Regions from separate parts of the Sus scrofa genome. Here all the other regions are linked to region 2. Evidence: chromatin contacts called from public HiChIP or PLAC-seq data. All regions are on one chromosome and are shown on one strand. Each heading gives the region's core, a stretch centred on a gene start, on an enhancer-like site or on the middle of the called end of the contact. The rest is flanking DNA. Distances are from core to core; before and after follow the strand shown. Region 1 overlaps LOC110255705 (a long non-coding RNA gene). Region 2 holds the start of NRP1 (neuropilin-1). Region 3 has its middle 260 kb from the start of NRP1. Region 4 has its middle 280 kb from the start of NRP1.

What was found. HiChIP or PLAC-seq counts read pairs in DNA pulled down with a chosen protein or histone mark.
Region 1: an H3K27ac HiChIP or PLAC-seq map of skeletal muscle shows a contact between it and region 2. The contact joins the enhancer-like site here to the promoter of NRP1 in region 2. A contact is called at or near these places in 3 of 5 promoter capture datasets (fetal skeletal muscle, liver and skeletal muscle), 20 of 47 Hi-C or Micro-C datasets (adipose tissue, alveolar macrophages, brain and 10 more) and 2 of 2 datasets of contacts at active chromatin or transcription factors (alveolar macrophages and skeletal muscle).
Region 3: a contact with region 2 is called in an H3K27ac HiChIP or PLAC-seq map of alveolar macrophages. The contact joins the enhancer-like site here to the promoter of NRP1 in region 2. A contact is called at or near these places in 1 of 5 promoter capture datasets (fetal liver), 6 of 47 Hi-C or Micro-C datasets (alveolar macrophages, embryonic fibroblasts, mesenteric adipose tissue and 3 more) and 2 of 2 datasets of contacts at active chromatin or transcription factors (alveolar macrophages and skeletal muscle).
Region 4: an H3K27ac HiChIP or PLAC-seq map of alveolar macrophages shows a contact between it and region 2, with 9 times the contacts expected there. The contact joins the enhancer-like site here to the promoter of NRP1 in region 2. A contact is called at or near these places in 3 of 5 promoter capture datasets (fetal liver, fetal skeletal muscle and liver), 5 of 47 Hi-C or Micro-C datasets (alveolar macrophages, heart right ventricle, liver and 2 more) and 2 of 2 datasets of contacts at active chromatin or transcription factors (alveolar macrophages and skeletal muscle).

What each region holds. Positions count from the first base shown.
Region 1 is chr10:56,770,143-56,772,981 of Sscrofa11.1, reverse strand. It overlaps LOC110255705 (a long non-coding RNA gene), which reads right to left. Exons shown (of 2, transcript XR_002336405.1): 2 at 1,565-2,839. Among named protein-coding and RNA genes, the nearest start is that of NRP1, 340 kb to the right of the region's middle. Within about 2 kb of position 1,356, at least 8 of the 83 cell types and tissues checked have an H3K27ac peak or open chromatin away from gene starts, as enhancers often do. A contact at or near this core is called in fetal skeletal muscle and skeletal muscle, where this site is marked.
Region 2 is chr10:56,429,495-56,432,426 of Sscrofa11.1, reverse strand. It overlaps NRP1 (neuropilin-1), which reads left to right and starts at 1,595. Exons shown (of 18, transcript XM_021064971.1): 1 at 1,595-2,016.
Region 3 is chr10:56,686,696-56,689,698 of Sscrofa11.1, reverse strand. No RefSeq gene overlaps it. Among named protein-coding and RNA genes, the nearest start is that of NRP1, 260 kb to the right of the region's middle. Within about 2 kb of position 1,263, at least 9 of the 83 cell types and tissues checked have an H3K27ac peak or open chromatin away from gene starts, as enhancers often do. A contact at or near this core is called in alveolar macrophages and retroperitoneal adipose tissue, where this site is marked.
Region 4 is chr10:56,713,618-56,716,677 of Sscrofa11.1, reverse strand. No RefSeq gene overlaps it. Among named protein-coding and RNA genes, the nearest start is that of NRP1, 280 kb to the right of the region's middle. Within about 2 kb of position 1,652, at least 39 of the 83 cell types and tissues checked have an H3K27ac peak or open chromatin away from gene starts, as enhancers often do. A contact at or near this core is called in alveolar macrophages, fetal liver, liver and 2 more, where this site is marked.

The DNA of each region.
Region 1 (2,839 bases), core at 107-2,606, 340 kb before region 2:
GGGTCGAATAGGAGCTGCAGCTGAGGGCTCACCACAGCCATGGCAACAGAGGATCTGAGCCACATCTGCTACCTATGCTGCAGGTTGCGACAATGCCAGATCCTTAACTCACTGAGCAGGGCTAGGGATCGAACCCTCATCCTCATGGATATTAGCAGGGTTCTTAGCCTGCTGAGCCATAGTGGAAACTCCAAGATGTCTGAAGTTTGCTGCCATATCTTAGGCAAGGATTATACTCAGATCATCCCAGGAAGATCTCACTTTGTCATTAGAATAAAAAGTGTAGAGCAATCTGGAATTACCCCCCCATTCCTCTGTTGCTAGGCTTTTGTTGCTCCGTAATCAAGAACTGGATCCTTTCTTTGGATTTCCCTCTGGCCAAGGGCAGCCATGGGCTGGAGCACAGAGCAGGGCTCAGCAAGACAACTCACTGTTTGAGGGGAAGATTCTCTGGAACCCATCCTTTCTAGAGTGGGCGTTTGCTAAAACCATCCAGGGGCTTCTGGAGCTAAGGCAGGGTGGGGCACTACCTGGATTAATAATGAGTGAGTTCCAACTCCCCTCATGGGCATCTTGGGCCTTGCCTGCTGACTTGGACATTGTTGGTGGACCAACGCAGTAAGGAAGTGAAATTCCTCACCTGCTATTTGTAAAAACTGAGTGAGAGGCTGGAATAGAGAGCGATTTCTCTAGCTGTTTTGTGGAGGGAAGAAAAAGAGGAAATATGGAATACCTTCTCTGTGCAGGAACAGTTATCTTCTTTAATTCTCAACCCATGCCCATGTCCACTTTCTTCAGTGCCTTTGTTTGTCCATTTACTGAAGTGTTTAGCGAGTACTTACTAGGTGCTGGGCATTGTGCAACATACTGGAACTCAGTGTTCTGTGTCTTCTTGAACCTTCTAAGCTTGTGTTATCTCATCATTCATATGATGTGAGAATTAAATTTTAATTAACTTCGTGATTAGAATGTTTTTAATAATTAATCTATAGGAAGATAATTAATAAAATGCGTAGCAGGAAGGACGAGAGGGAGAAGAGCTACATTTTTACACGATGAAGGGAGAGAATGTGAAAGAAAAGAAAACCGACTTCTCTGATTTTATTCTGTGAATTTTACTCATTTTGTGAAGGGAAATGTGTTTTACCTTTAGAGCAAGCCCTCCGATTTTTTGACTGCTCATGGTGGGCCTTGCAGTTATTCCCGTGACCTGATAATACTTGGCTTCTGAGATTTTTCCCTTCAGCAGACTCCGTGAACTTTATTTCAAGATCAGCCTGTCTGTTTCACAGGACCAAGCTCCTTCCAGACCATCGTATGGGAAATGTCAGCCCCTGTCAACATCCCTAACGTTTAAATTCCTGGGATACCAGAGATATTCAGAGGGAACTGCATGCACACATTACTCTCCCAAATACTCTCGGGAAGAGGCGAGGTGAGGTCTTCTCAACGCTTTTGTAATAGAGACATAGGCCAATAACTAGATTCTATAGATCAGGAATCATGTCCTTGCTGAAGAGTTGAGCAGACCTGTATAACACAGAAAGAGGTATAAGGCTGATCATCTATTTGATAATTTTTTATTGATAGTTTGGATCATTCATCCAAAACCGATAGCCTTCCGCTGACTATTTTCTATCCAAAAGCTTGAGAAAGACATTCCTGTGGTGGAAGATGGCATTCTGGGCTTCTTCATCAAAAGGACCTCAGATTTATTCCCGTGACAAAGGCCACCTTCGCCCAAGCGAGGCTGTCTGGAGATGGCCTAAGTGTGACATTCTCCGAAGAGACATCTCTGCGGAAGCCTGTCCTTCTGCCGGGCTGATGGGGCTGCCAGCCTACGAGCTTGACCTCTGTGGCAAATGAGCCTCCTGGTCATTCCATGTGAACGTGTGAACTTGTCCTGTGATCTTGCTTGCCTGAGCGCCTCACAGCTGACTCATAAGAAATTTTCGAGGTTGTTTGCTCTGTCCCAGAGAATCATTCGCCATGCTGGCCAGCATGCAGGGGCCAATGCTTTGATCTGCTTTGCAGGACTTACTGTCATTTGCAGAGTGCTAAAATTAAGCTTGGCAGCAGCCCACGGAGGCAGAAGGCTCTGTCCTGCTGACCAAGGGGCAGCCTGGAGTCACACAGACAGGCGGAGACAGGTGAAGCAGACGCTGGGAAAAGATGCCATCGCAGAACAGATAGGAAGGGTAGGTGGGGTGAACTTGCAAAGGGTTCAGAGGGGCTGGGGCTGAGCTGAGTGGGCAATATTAGGAAAAGGCTCGGAGGGGAGGGAGCTGTTTTCCCAGGAGACCGAGATCTGAAGAGACTGCTGAAGAGAGACTGTATTTGTCACAGCGAGAATAATCAGTATGTTGGCATTTGGACTCCAGTGACAGGGATGAAAATGAGATTCTGTGAAAGATGTATCAGAGTCAACAGGCAGGGGCTGGGCTCTGGCAGGAAGGATGAAACAACCAAATGGAGACACTTGGCGGTGGAAAGTGAGGTTGCCATAACTGTCTCGAACCCAGTGTGCACGGGGGTGGAGGCGCAGGGTGCTCATCGGAAAGTGGGGTGAGCTCTGAGCAGCCCGTGAGGCCTCCTGGTGAGAAGGCTGGTAGAGGAGGGGGGACCGTTGGATGACAGTGACTTTGGGATTGGTAGGGCCATTGCCCCTCTACCTCCCCCTGCCCTGCCACATGGGGCTCGCTCTTGCTCTCATGCTTGAGACGGTCTCAGACGGCCTCTTTATTCTGCACAGCTATTGCCTGTGACCCCGATGAACCACGGGTGAGAAGGCTGGGACTTGGAGACATACTTCAGCAGAGCCCTATTAACTAAAAATAGA
Region 2 (2,932 bases), core at 346-2,845:
TTCTGGCCCTAATGTCTAATACCAACAAATCTTTTGAATCTATTCACATATGTCAAAATTTAGCATTGTCTTCCTACATCTTGTTATCAAACAAATGTTCTGCATTCCAGAAAGTTTACATTGTAACTTTGTTTTAATTTTTAGATGACTGTCTTTTCTCCAACATTTGAAGAATTTTCAAGGTACCTTTTAAAAGGCCCAAAATGAAGGATCAGAAAGTAAAAGTTTATTTGTTCATTTTCTTCTTTCCTCTGCCAGTCCAAATAAAGGAGACAGCTCTACATGAGGTCCAAGACACCCCTTGAACAATAGAGTCATTTAACAGAAGTGCCATTTTTAACCAAAATCTTTTGAATAATGGGAAATTAACCTAAATTCCAATTTTTAATCTTTTCTGTTTCACTTCTTTCATTTTTTACATTTCAGATGTAGGTTAGCTCCTACTAAAAATATGCTGAAATATGTGGATTTGATGCTTTAAAAAAAAACTTGACTAAGATTTGATATAGTTCTGAAATACCAACCTGCATCTCCATATGCACCAACCTGAAATACTTTGAGGAAGTTAGTGGCTCAAACAGCCTTCTGGGAGCAGTGGATCTCACCTTATTTCTGACAAATTGATGAGGGCTTGATGAAAGAAACCATACATTTACCACCCAGTCTGTTCTTAATGATGGGCCTAGGTCCCAGCCCAGCTCAGGCTTTCTTCATGTAATAACCCCTTCCTGGGAGTCCACGGAGCAGGGCATCGCCCATCCGAGGCCTCTGCCTGGCATCTGGGAAGTATGGTGATCCATCTGCCCTTTAGTGGAACAGGGTCCCACCTGGTCTGGGATTTGTGATGGTGGGAAGAGTGATGTGCTCAGGAGACCAAAATCAAATCAACCTAGGAAGACTGCCAAATTCTTCCTCTGTCTATAACTTACCCTCACATATAGGTCGGTCTGTCTCCCTTGCCGGGAAACTGCAGAAATCTAAAACTGACCCTTTTCGGCACTTAGTGGGATCCAGCAGCAGAGGAAAGAGGTTGTTAGCAAGGACAATTTGCTCCGTACCAACCCACTAGCAGGCAATTATCAATCAGTGCGGTAGGGCTCCCATTACCCAGCACTACGTGTGTAAACTCCGGAGTCGAGAAAAGCCTCAGATCAGCTAAGACCAGAAAAATCAGAGGCATAACTTAAATACGATATTTCCCCCAGAGTACATACTGCGTGTCTTGTTAGTTGGTTGGAGAAAGGCTGGCAAAATGCTCAACGAGTGAGCAAGAAAAGAGACAAGGGTTTTCTGCGCCTGGGCCCGAGGGAGGAGCCTATCCCTGGGAAAGGCGGGAGGGCGCGGGAAGGCGGCGAGGGCGAGGTTGCCGAGCGGGGGTAGTGCCTCCCTGAGTGCAAGGTCTGGTGACTTTGTCAGCCTGGTGGGTACAGGCTGGGAAATGCACACTCAGCAGGGAAAGGGGAAGAGAGATTGGCGGCAGTTTTCTAAAAACAACACAGCTCAAGTCTTCGCCTATGCCCCCTCGCTCACCCCGCGGAGGCAGCGACGGGTCAAAACCGGTCCCCGGTGCGCGCGTGGCCGCGTAGTTCCCACTAGGAAGGGGGTGGGCGTCCGTGACTCCAGGACGCCCCCGAGCTGTGCCGCCGGCTTTCCTCTTCTCTGTCGACCCGCCAGGTTCGGAGAGGCGCCTCTCCCTCCGAGCCTTGGGCTGAGGTCGCCCGGGGTCGCGCCAAATCTGATGACGCCGCTCGTCCCGAGCAGCCGGGCACTGGGACTGGCGGGGGTGCTCCGGGAACTGAGAGGAAGGCTGGGGGGAGGCGTCGCGCGCCCGCGGTCGCCAAGCGCCTGGGCTTCCCTCCGCGGCGCCGGCTCCCCCGGGTCTGCGCAAGGCGCGACTGGCGCCCCCTCTCGCCCCGCCACTGCCCCTTCCGCTCCACCCCGGCGTTGGACTCCCGGCCTAGTTCAGCCACCTTCCCACCCGGCGTGGGGGTCTCAGAGCAGAGCAGGAGGAAACCGGTGAGGGCGAAAAGGCGCTCGAGAGGGAGGGCGACTCGCAGCACCCAGGGGGCTGGTCTCCAACTTGGAGGCGGGGACTTCCCCGGGCGCAGGCGGCGAACCCGGGGTGCAGCTCCGCGCGGCCAAGGGCCCGCCTGCGCCCCAACCAGCGCGCGTCACGGGCGTCCAGCCGCGACCGCCACCGCCGAGCCCTAGCTTGGGGCCCGCGCGCCCTGGGCTGCCTCTCTCCCTTCCCGCCCCCAGTTCTTCCGCCAAAACCTTTGACCAGGGTCTCCTTGCCAACATTCCTAAATCTTTTTTTTTTTTTTTTTTTTTTTTTTTTGCCAGCTCTTTGCGCCAGGTAGGAATAGGGCTCTGCTTTGGGGTGTGCACAGAAGCGCGGTTTCCAGAAGGTGTCTGACCTTTTCACCTTCCCTGCGAACTCCTCCGCGGGCATCTACCCCTCTCAAGGGCCTGATCTGCGGCCAAAACCTGTTTGTTCCCTGAGATGTCCTTGCTATTCATATCCGCAGAGGCTTTCTGCAGCAGTTCCCGGAAAGTCCTCGGGGATGGAACTGGGGGGCATCCAACCCACAGTGAGGACGCGCCGCCTTAGGAGGCGGGGGTGGGCAGGAGCTGGAGGGCCGGCGTGACAATGGCCTGTGGCCCGAGCGGGCGCCGTGAGAGTCCTGCCAAGAGCAACTCCCGCCCCCGTTCTCGCTGGTCCGGGATGCACACAAACCGCGGCCACCGGACCCCTAATTTCCAAACCCGGAGCACCTGGGTTCTCAGTCAGAAGGCTGGGCGGGGTCAGGCGACGACTGCCCCCTAGCTGGAAGGCGCATTGCCTCCTACCCTGTGGCGTCCCCTCTGCCCCGGAGGAGAGGGCACTGTATCTCGGGTAACAATGGAGCCCGCGGCGCGCGACGGGCACCCG
Region 3 (3,003 bases), core at 14-2,513, 260 kb before region 2:
CCCCTGAGATTAACAACAGATATTCATTTCCCTGGATTTCTTCCTTTGAACTTTTTCTAAAGGACAGGATTAGATTCCCTTTGGACTTGGTCTACCTCGAATATTTGGGATATGAATTTTATGCTATTATAGCTCTGGGTCCAAGCACCAAAATGAAAGGTCACTTGCTTTTCTGGCCTCTTTCTAGGTTGGAGAGTAAGAGAGATTAAATTTAGAAGTTTTAGAAGGCACTGGACAGATGGAGACAGAAATATCCACTTGGAAGCAAGAACACCAGACCCAAGAGAAGGTGAGAAACAGACTTGATCTGGGATGCCCTGGGGTTTAGGGTGCTGATTTGAAATCTAGGCTTTGTGGAGTTCCTGTTGTGGCACAATGGGATAGGCAGCATCTTGGGAGCACTGGGTCACAGGTTCAATCCCTGGCCTGGCAGAGTGCGTTGAGGATCCAGTGTTGTGGCAGCTGTGGCTTAGACTGACTGTGGCTCGGATCTAATCTCTGGCCTGGGAACTCCATGTGCCTCGGGGTTGCCGAAAAAGAAAAGAAAAGGGGGAAAAAATCTATGCTTTATTACTCGGAAAAGGAAGAACTGATGCATTGTCTTTCAAATCCTCCTAATGGTGCAATGAGTGGCCTTCAGGAGTAAAAATATAAGCAGAAGGACATATAGCAACAAAACTATAAAAACAAAAACACTATGCAAACAGAAGAGTATTTCTTAGGTGTAAGAGGGTACCATGATTAATCCTACTTTCTCAGTTTCCTCATCTGTGAGTTGTATCATAATAACTACACAACCTCCTTTATGGGCCAACAGAGATAGTCTCAAGAAAAAAAAAGATATAAATGTGTCTCATAATGGATTTGAAAAAGGCTTTAACTTTCACGTTGGAAAAAAAATCATCGACTGCAGACTTCTCACATCAAATCCATGGAAATAAATGCGTATGCATTGTCTTCCTTGGAAAGAAGACAGAACAGGAACTATGAGAAGTCCTAAAAGAATGCAAATGGAAAACCATAGAGGGAACATCAGCCAAAGAGGGAGGCTAGAGGCCAGGACAAGCCTAGGAGGAAGCAGCAACACACAGATGAGAGAAGTGCTAATCAAGCTTCCTGCTTGGAAGTGGTGGGAGCTGGAAAAGAATGAGATGGGGAACCACCAGGAGAGTGATTCATTGTGATATCTCAGAAGGAGGGGCGAGGTGGGTTTATTCCTATGCTTTGCTCTACCCTGTCCATAAGCAACAGTAACAGATGCATCTGACTCATCAACGAGAAGACTGTCAGATCTTAAGAAAGAGAAAATTGCAAAGCCTGGGCTGGTTTGAAACTCCTAGAAAGTACAGGGTTGCACCATATGGAGGATTAAATGCTGAGATGCCCTGTGCTACACAGAACCATCTCTCCATCCCTGACACTGCTTCCCAAATTACCTTGAAAGGTCAAGTCACGCAGCAGCGCAACAGAGGCAGACCAGGCTGGAATCTCAGCCACAGAAACAGGTGCTCAGCTGAGAATCCCCCACTATTTGATGATAGCCAACATTATGAAAGAGAAACAATAATGTCAACAAATGGAAAGATTCACACAAAGACTACAGAATCAATAGAATCATTAGAAGAGGACATAAAGGAAAAGACTAGTATCAGATTTTCCACTGATTAAATCAAAACAAATATGAAGCAATTTTTGTATACAGAAAGGAAATAATTATGAATCTGTGGGGCCAAGTTAGTTTTCTACATAGCGTCTATTGTATTCTCCCCTCTTGCTAACAGAACTCTAACATTACTTATACCATCCACATCTAAAATACTAAAAATACTCACTTCTTCAAACTCCCTTGTGACTAGGACTGGCCATGTGACAAAGATACATAAAAAGAAAGTTATTTGGGTCATGGTCCCCAGAACTCTATTATTTTCCTAATAAAAAAGACAGACATGTTGTCCTTATCTTATCCCTTTTTCCTCCCTGGAACACAAACCTAATAAGTATAGGTATGTGAACCACTTGTAGCACTGAGACTAAAATCACATGGTGAGGGTTGCAGAAGGTAGAAGAAGCTTTTGATGACTTATATGAGAAACTGCAACAGCCTAAGACTTCCAATATCCAACTTCTTACTACACTGAAAAGAAATCTCTAATTTGGCAATCTTCCCTAACCAACCTCATTGATCAAATTGCTAGTCATGCAGCCAAATGTAATTCCTAACTTATAAAAGCAAGATTTCTATACCTAGCTAAACTATCATCCAAGAGATAGCGTATGCTAAACATATTTTCAAGGAAAAAAATGCAAGAAGCAATGAAGAATCCAACTGCATTATGTGTATAATGTTAAAAAGTTATAATAATGTAAAACTATATAAAATGCAAAGTAATTCATACTTTTGTCAAATTTATCACTAAAACATTAAATGATTTTTCAATTATATATATCATGAGAGTGAAATTTTATCATTAAAAACATGTGATCTCTTATAGTCATCTATTGGTTCAAAATATTTAATTACGTTCTATCGTCCCAGGAAATAAGTTAGAGAGAGAGAAGCTCTGGGCCTGCTAAACCCTGAGCTACTCCCCAAACCCGTTCTACTTACTCATCAAAGACTCCAGAGATAATTGAAAGACTGTAAGAAAATGGAACATTCATTCTTGAAAGCAATATTGGAAAACAAAGTGTGACCTAACAGCGAGACTGCTGCTTGGAGACAATAATAAAGATGATGAGGAAAAATGGCAAGAAGAGGAGAAGGAGGGTAGAAATTATGACAAGAGTGGCTCAACATGTTTATAAGTGCCAGGCCCTGTGATCGGTGCTTTATGTGCATTATGTTCTTTATCTATTTGGAGCCTCTCTGTGTGCTCTGTAGTTGAGGATTTGACTCATCCATAGGGCAATGAAAGTGGCAGGTGACGGGGTTAAGAAGGGGTGAGAAACTGCAACAATTCCTTTGTTGGGAAAAGTTGCAAGACACAGAGGCCCCCAGCTGCT
Region 4 (3,060 bases), core at 403-2,902, 280 kb before region 2:
GACAGAGAGTGGATCTGGAGGATCAAAGAGAAGGCATCCGGCATAAAAAGAAAACAAACACGCCCTAGGGACAAAATGGCCTCAGATGCTTTTAGGAGGTAACTGCAATCTTAAATCACTAGCTGTATAAAAACGATCACATATTTGTTTCGCCTTTTGTTGCATGAACTATGGAAGCCATCCCTGAGAACCCAGAGGTGGGGGGATAGGGGTGCAAGGAGCATCAGACATGACACTGACATCTAAAGAATGAGAGTGGAGACAAGTAAAAGCGGAGCAGTTGACGTCCTGGTCAGCAGGACCCGAAAATAGCTTGTGAGCACATAGGTGTCTAGGAAGCATCACGCTGCTCAGCAAGGGGTGCTGGTGGGTTCTGGAGGCAAGAATTTGGGGATGCTTGTTTCAGCCCTGGATGGGAGAGCGTGCTCAGGCCGGAGGAAGAAACCTGTCTGATCCCCGGTTTGCATCTCAGCCTGTGATAGACAAGGACCCACCCGGGGTCCCTTCCTGCACCTGTGAAATCCCATTGTCGGGAGCACAGGATGTGCAGGCAGCTCTCATCCTGATCTGGTGTTATCTGTGCTGTGGATACAGAGGGAGAATGTTCTGAGGCCACGCCTCAGTTGCCAGTTGTGTTTCTCAGGACAGTCGAGGAAACGGGGTACTTCTCCTTCCATGTGTGTTTCTCAGCCCAGCCCATGTGGCTGTGGTCAGCTCGTCCCTGCGGGACGGATCTGCTTCTTGTGCTGCCCATCACATTTCCAGTCTGCCAAGCTGAGGCTCATGTGTGGACCTGGACACTCCTGAGGCCCTGGGGGATCCCAGTGCCCCTGCCCTTGAACCTTGGGGACATCCACCTGCTTCCTGTCAATGTCACTTCCATAAGGGCTCTCCCCTCTGCTCTTCTCGGCAGAGCTCTGAGAACGAGTGTATTGTCCTTTTTCAGCAGAGACTGGGAGGGAAGCAGACAGACGAAGTTTACAATAACCAGTGGCTGCTGACTAAAAATTCTATGTCACCAGTCGCGATGGCTTAAATGTTTTAAGAAATGTGTATACACGAGGCATTTTTCTAAGTGTTTTATAAGCGTTCACGCATTTATTGCTTAAACAACTCTACGAATGAGACTATTACCTTCCCTGTTTAGTGTGTGAGGAAAATGCAGCCAGAAAATTAAGTAGCTGGCCCTAGGTCACGCAGGGACTGAGGTGTTTTTCTACTCCAGGCAATCCGAGTCCAGAGGCCTTCTTTTAACCATTTGGACCCTTCAGGGGCTCAGACTGGCCAGAGGGACTGGAGAGGCCGAGGGAGGGAGAGGGGTTAGGGGGACAAGTCAGTCCAGGCCCAGGCAACGAAGCGGTTTGATGAGCTCAGATGTTCACTGCAGATCCTAATTAGTCCATTCTGTCTCTGAGTTAAAGGCTGCTTTCTTTTTTTTTTTTTTTTTAAGCTGAGATTCTAAGTCCAGCCTTTGTCACCCGTTTGAATGAACACAACAGGGAGGTTCAAAAGGTGAAGTTACTAAAAACAAAACCTTGGTGTTTTTGTTGTGTTTGGTTGGGGATCCCGAATGTCTATTGCCAGTATTTATGGAACCAGGAAGTGCTAATGTAACAGGAATGTGAGGGGCAGCGTAACCTGATACCCAAGAAATCAGGAAGTGCTAGAAACTGCTGGAGAAAAAAAAAAATGGTTGTTGCAACATTTCGCCTTGACTCTTTCCCCGAGTCCAAATAAAACGATGGTTTGTCAGGTTTTTGTCAGCGGCGAAACGGCCTGGGCTGTGGCCGGGCCAGACGGCAGAGGCTTCTCGCTTATGTTGAGGTCACAGCCTGTCCTGCTTTCCGAAGGTCACTGCCCTTCTTTCTGAAGCAATGCCACAAAAGGACCCTGTTTTTTCCCATTTCAGAACTGAGAACTCACTTGTGCATGAGAGGGGCTGTTAAGAGATGGCGGGATGGAATGTGTCTTAGATGACATCTTTGTGTAATGCCATCTCACATCGAACACACTGGTCACGGGCCGCATATGACAACGTCAACTGATTAAAGTTAAAAACAGTAAGAGTTCAGTTCATGGGTTGCACTAGCCCCCGTTGAAATGCTCAGTAACACCTGCGGCTGGCATTGACGAGTGCCTGCTGCATGGGACGGGGCCATGGGCGACATTTCTCTTGTCACAGGAGGCCTGCTGGAAAGCCACACACAGAGCCTGATCTCAACTGGGAAAAAGAGGCAAAGCCTTAAAAGGGGGTCGAGAGGGGCCTCCCTGGGGCCTCTTTCCTGGACTCATGACTGGAAGGTCAAGGCGTCTGTAAACCTCCAGGAGCAAGCTGGCTCAGGTTGAGTCCAGAGGCTGCGCTTCTGGAGCCAGAACAGGTGGTATTCCGCACTCTGTGCCTCTCTCCTCTTAGCCTCTGCAATACGACTGTCGTCAGAGCCTTTTCCAGCTGCGCAGCAGGAGCCAAGGAATGGGCTTTGGGCCTCAGCTGTCTGAGCATCAAGGGTGACAGTGATGGTGGTGTCGTCATAGTAAAAGAGCCCAAATCCCCTTCACGAGTGGAACCAGGAGATTGTGGATTCCATTCCTTTATGGGGAGGTGTGTTCTCTTCATAAGAAGCCATACTGCCAGCATCTCTGAAGCTCTCTGCCTTCACTGAGTCAAATGGTCTCAGGGTCATTCCTGTAGAGCAATGATTCTCTCAATGTTGACCGGACATGAGACTCATCAGGCATCTTTTGAAGCCCCCAGTGCTCGGACTGCCCCCGGGGCTACCTGCATACAGGTCTCTGGGGTGGCTCAGTAATGGGCATCAGTGCCCAGGTGAGTCTAAGGTGCAGCTGAGGCTGAGAAATCAGGCTCACTATGGAGAATCCCTTTTATTCACAGAACAGAGTGACCTTGACACATATTCCACAACCTTTTCTCTTTGACTTGGTTTGACCGGAATAGGAAGGCCTTTCATTCATATTGCAAAGATCTGTCATAATAGTAGTGCAGTGAAGTGAAAAAATCTCGGAATCAGGAGCCAGGACATCTGAGTTTAGTCCAAGCTTTTC